2 separate regions of the Mus musculus genome follow, and region 2 is linked to region 1. A link is a contact called in public Micro-C data. All regions are on one chromosome and are shown on one strand. Each heading gives the region's core, a stretch centred on a gene start, on an enhancer-like site or on the middle of the called end of the contact. The rest is flanking DNA. Distances are from core to core; before and after follow the strand shown.

What was found. A called contact is a pair of places that touch in the nucleus more often than the background predicts.
Region 2: a contact with region 1 is called in a Micro-C map of embryonic stem cells, with 2.6 times the contacts expected there. The contact joins the enhancer-like site here to the promoter of Ednrb in region 1. A contact is called at or near these places in 4 of 39 promoter capture datasets (hippocampal neurons, liver, pre-B cells and 1 more), 1 of 484 Hi-C or Micro-C datasets (embryonic stem cells) and 2 of 115 datasets of contacts at active chromatin or transcription factors (astrocytes and embryonic forebrain).

What each region holds. Positions count from the first base shown.
Region 1 is chr14:103,843,074-103,845,818 of GRCm38.p6, forward strand. Ednrb (endothelin receptor type B) reads right to left here and starts at 1,403. Exons shown (of 8, transcript NM_001136061.2): 1 at 1,054-1,403; 2 at 1-464. The coding sequence starts at 403. The region is part of intron 1 of Gm35197 (a long non-coding RNA gene); the gene reads left to right.
Region 2 is chr14:104,788,472-104,791,216 of GRCm38.p6, forward strand. All of the region lies in intron 2 of D130009I18Rik (RIKEN cDNA D130009I18 gene), which reads left to right. Among named protein-coding and RNA genes, the nearest start is that of D130009I18Rik, 150 kb to the left of the region's middle. Within about 2 kb of position 1,345, at least 13 of the 459 cell types and tissues checked have an H3K27ac peak or open chromatin away from gene starts, as enhancers often do. A contact at or near this core is called in embryonic stem cells and stem cell-derived epiblast-like cells, where this site is marked.

The DNA.
Region 1 (2,745 bases), core at 153-2,652:
CATTGCGCATGCACTTGTTCTTGTAGATGATTCTTAGCAGCGTGGAGTTCCCGATGATGCCTAGCACGAACACGAGGCACGACACAATCGTGTTGATGTATTTAAAAGTCTTGCTGATCTCAATATTTCGTTGGCACGGAGGAGGGAAGGATCTTGGCGGGACTCCAGCCCCCCTCCCTCCTTTGGTCACCTCCGCAGGTGCGGAGGAACGCATCAGACTGGAGTTGGAACCTCTGGTCCAGGAGGTCTTAGTGGGTGGCGTCATTACCTCTTTAGTCCCGAGAAGTGACAGCGTGGCTTGGGCAGGTGGGAATCCTCTTTTCTCTCCCCATACCCCCAAGAAGCCACAGGCCAGCAGCAGCGCCACCAAGGCGCGTCCGCACCGGCTTGCGGGCGATTGCATGTTACAGCTTGCTCCTGTGAGAGTCTGGTAGCCGCTCTGCTGTTTTCAGTCTGGAGACCAACTGGGGAGTGAAGACAGGACACTTAAGTCAGCTACCCCAGCCAAGCCTCTGAAAACACACTAGCCCGGTTGCCTCTACCCGCGCCTTAACAGTAAGTTAAGTTTGCGCGCCAGTGGGGAACTTGGGCGCACGCCACCCGCTGGTCTGCATTCAGTCTCCTCCCGGACCCTGCTCGCAGAGTTTTAATCCCCAGCCCTGCCGTAGACCAGTCGGTGGGGAGGAGCATTCGGGCAGGGGGTGTTCCAGACTGGGGAGGGTGCGTGTCCCAATGAAAGAACACTCGTATGTGCCGGGAAGAAGCAAGCCCAATTTTAGCTAAGCTTGGGGACCCGGAGTGAAGGCACCTAGCGGCCAAGGGCATACGTCAATGCACTCAGCCAAGAACCGAGAGAATAACAGATCAGCACCAACTTCTGTGCTGTCCCAGTGACTTCAAACACTCGCCTTACAACCCAATCTCGGTTTAAATCGCTGTCGTGTGTAAGTTTTACTAATTAAAAAACCCCCGAACCACTAAGCAAAGCGGAAGCCCCAAAGCACGGTTCAGCCACAGATGTTAATTCAAAGCTAAACCAGGATGGTTCGTTACCTCGTGCGGATTGGAAGCACCAGGAGCAGCGCCACGAGCAGGGAACCTCCTTCCCAGGTTGTCAACTGCCCTAGGGAGCTTGCGGCTCTCAGCAGGCGTCCAGCTGCTCCTAAACAGGCCTCTCGCAACTGAATGCAGCTCTGGCTCTGACAAAAGACCGAGAGAATGCCAGGCAGCGGATCCTCAGCAGCTTGAGCGGGGTCTTTGCTGTCCCCAGACAAGTACTTTTATTCATTCGGTCCCTTCCCAGCATCAATCAACGCCAGACTCCTCCCGCGTTTTCTGAGCGACCTTGCCACAACCTTTTCCCTTGGGCGACGCCTGGACAGTATCAGCCCCAGCTGACCGCTGGGAGGGGCAGTCCTAGTTCAGAGTTGTGTCTCACATAAAGCTGTTTATTTCTTACTCAACGAAGAAACTAACATATCCCATGACAACCTGGGATCTGGAACCTAGGAGAGAAGGTTCTGTATCAACCTGGACTTTGAATACTCCGACTGTTCACACAAATGTCCTGTAGTGATTCCCGAAATCTGCTTGGTTTGGGGAAGTTGTCTTTCGTTTGTTCTTGTTTTTTGATTTTGTTTTGTTTTGTTTTGTTTTGCCCTTAAGTTTTAAGCCAGCATGCAGGGCGGGACGCTTTCTTCTTCGGCAGAGGGACTGCCCACCCAAAGGACCAAAAGGCCCTGTAGATCTCTCTCTGTGCCCTGTAGATCCCTCTTCCTGTGTACTGAGGTGCCATTACTAGGGGTCTTTCTACTGTTGCCTAAAGGGACCTGAGGCAGAAGACAGGAAAATACTCAGGAAGCCTATTTACAAATTCAACCTGACGCTTATTTTACCAGACAGAGCAAGGAAATGAACTCTCCCTGTCATTCTTGGCTTCTGTCTTTATGGTAGAGAAGGGAATGCTAGGGATCTTCCGTTGCGCAGAGTGGTGGGTGAGGTGCATTATTCTGCTATCAGCAAGATCCTGCTGTGCCTGCAGAGGAGGTCATCCTCTAGACCCCCTTTGTCTCCCAGCTAGTTCATTGTACAACTAGGATTTGCATCTTAGATGGGCAACGCCTATCAAATGTTTCCCATGAAGCTGGAAGCAGAACGTGCGCGTGTATGTTAAAAGGTGAACTTTAAATGTGGACTGTAGTTAAGTCTAAGGGATGGGAACTATGGCCTGGGCATGAGCACCAATTCCAAATCAGGTTGTTTTGAAGACAATGTTTATCCTCCTGCCTCAGTGAAGACAAGGTCAGCATGGAACTGCTTCACGTGGACTTTCGTGCCAACATACAGTGTTGTGCAATAAGGAATTCTTTGTGTGCTTCAGTAAGGATGTGCCTGCTCCAAGGGCAGTTTTGAACCTGTCCCTTTGACACAAGTCACTTTCACTCAGGCTTTCTTCTCTACCTCTCTCTTTCTCATCATCTCTATTAGTGTGTCTTCCATGCAATGGGAATGTCCCTGCTAATTCCTGCTGAGATGTGCCTCTGCCCTGTTTTTTAGAGCACTTGTAGACTACTAACGCTAATTTTGTACTTGACTATCGTTCTAGCTGCTTTACATGTCAATTTGCCTCAACCTGAAATTACTTTGCGGGGAGATCCTAAAGAAGACCCTGCTTGAGGGGCTGGCAAGATGGCTCAGAGGTTAAGAACACTGGCTGATCTTCCAGAGGTCTTGAGTTCAATTCCC
Region 2 (2,745 bases), core at 95-2,594, 950 kb after region 1:
TGGGGTAGGTGTGGAGGGCGGGTGAGTCATCCCTGAGGGAATGAGTGTGGGAGACCTGGTCCTACCCTCATTTGCTGTGACAAAGGGTGAGGAAGAGAGAAAGGCTCTCTACCCCATGACTCTCACTGCTTGCCTCTGGTACCCTGCTCCTCACTGGCTGCAGTACTCTGGAAAGCAGGCCCTGCAAGTCTCCTAGGTAGCCCAGTCATAGCACCCCAGTGTCAAAGGTGCAGATGAGCTGCCCCAAGGGCATAAAAACAACAGAACTAACTCTAACTCTTTCCAGCTTTGGCATTAGGTGAGCTCACCAGGGCAGTGCTAGAAAACTCATCTTAGTGGGCGTATCAATTCAGCTTCAACCCAGGCCCAGATCCAGGGCTTTGAGTTGGGCCACCCCAACATCTATCCCATCTATGATCTTCTGGAGCACATGAAAGGGCTGGTCCTGCAAATTCAAAGCTGCAGAATCTCCATGAAACAAGGCAACAACGGGATAGCTGAGAGGAGTCCTGATGTGGCTCCAGTATTAATAGTGCAACAGAAGCCAGAGGCCTCAAAATAGACAAATGACTCACTGCAATGAACATTTCCAAGTAAATATGTATGGAAAGACGGACATTAGACACACTGTAGCTTCCAAGAACAAGTTTTTCCTTTTTAATTCTATCTTTTTTTCCCCCTTTGGTGGGGAGGGTAGGTTGCAAAAACAGAGGCTGGATATGAAGGGACAGGGAGATTAGTGAGATTGGGGTACATGATATGACATTCACAAAGAATCGATAAAATGTTTTTTTTTAATGAGTAACTCATAAATTAACTAAAGTTTGGTCAGTCTGATACACTGATTAAGAAGAGCCATGACATGCAGTTAAGGTGTGTACCACTCCAGCAGCCACAGAGAACTGGGCTTACCTGGAAGAGTGGCTGGAAATGAAAAAAGAACACGGTGGAAGAGAAGGAGGAAGCCAAGACAGATGTTTCTGATCAAGGCTCAACTTCAATAGTCAGCACTGCCTTTCTATAGGGAGAGCCCACAGACCCATCCTTTGTTTCAGCTGGATTGTGTTGCAAAGCAAGCTCAGCAGGCGGTCTACTCCTGTAGGAAATTGACTCCACCTGGGTGTTAGGTCTGACTATGGCAAACATTTAAGGTCTATTTAGCCTGCTCAAGACTGGGGGAAGGGCACAAAGGTGAGAGAGCATCTTGGAATTATTTTTAATAAGGTGATGTTACTTCCTTGTCTGTCTATATAACTACACTTATCTCACGCTGTTCCTACCCTGCATCTTGAGCTCCTCTTTGCTTTTTATCCCAGTCCCCATGAGACCTATCAACCAAGCTGTTTGCAGGATGCTTGCCGTCCCTGTGGTTGGACTCCTAGGAAGGCATTGCTTTCCATCCAGCCTACCAATAGACCTTCCATGGTGGCTTCCTGCACAGAGACTCACAGGCTGCCCTCAGCCCTGCCTTGACCAATGCTACGATGCTAGGTTCTCACAAGGAAAACATCTTTCTTATTAAAGTCACTTTCACACGAGGTGCCTTCAGGGTAAATACACCTTCATATACAGCCTCAGAATGTCTTAGACCCCTTGCCTAAATAAACCTGCAGTAAAGAAAGTGCCAGGATTCCATCAGTATCCAGCCCTCCTCTGCTTAAACTTTCTCCCCCTCCCTGCCCCCATTCCAGGCAAGGACAACTGTAGCTATGATCAAAAGACATCCGTCTACCGCGAGCCTTTAAATCTTGGCACACTCTTATGGGTAATAGATATTGCAATTGAAATAAGGAGTTGAACTCGGTACATTTCAGAATACTGATCTCCACAGACTAGTAATTCTAAAAGGGGGAAAAAAACCCCATAATCCCTTGCTTTGTCCATTCATTGGAAAGGTGGAAAGAGAGGTTCAGAGTTAGCAGCAGGCTATGGATTTTCAATCAGAATAGTGTTATGCAGAATGAAAAATGGTGCTAGCTGCAGTCATAATGTAATATACCATTGGTTATCCTCATAGCATTTAAACTATCTCCCTGACTAATGAGTCTCGGCAAACACAGAGGCTCTAAAGTAGATAAAGACTTTCACTCGGTCAACGAATAAAAATACGCTGACTATGAACTATGTTACACAAATATAAATGTTTTAAACCCTATTTTAAAAGTTACCTTGAGAAGATGAGCCACCGTCCCCACCCCCTTCCTTTCTTTGTCAGCCTTTCCTTGTCTTTATAATCAAATCCACAAAGAAGACAGAAGGGGGAGTCCTAGCACAGGCCCTGATGCTGCCTCCAGAAGTCTCCCCTATGTAGGTAGCCCTCTACTTTGAAGGATGTAGAAGGCTTTCAGGATGTTCTGTAAGAGACCAGTTTGCGAGGTCTTCTTTGTGCCATCCTCAAAGACACAGCATCCTGAGGCTAGAAATGGAGAGAAGGCATAAATCAGTCTATCTCACAAGTGGAGGTTTTGTATCCCCACATAAATGCAAACTTGTTTGCTGAATGGCTATCTCTGCAGGGAGAAAGCCATGGCGCTAGGGTTCTAAAGAGTCACCCTGGCCACCTACAGAAAAGCTCTTATCTCCTCAATATGCTAAAAGTGAATCTATTTTCTTTCACAATTATGACATCTTATCTCTCCTGGTTTAGAAAAATGGAATCTAAGTGCACAAGGTTAGAAGTGGGAATCCTTATTCTCCAAAAGTCCTTATCTCAGAGCTGCATGTTCCGTGCATGTGTTGGCAGTT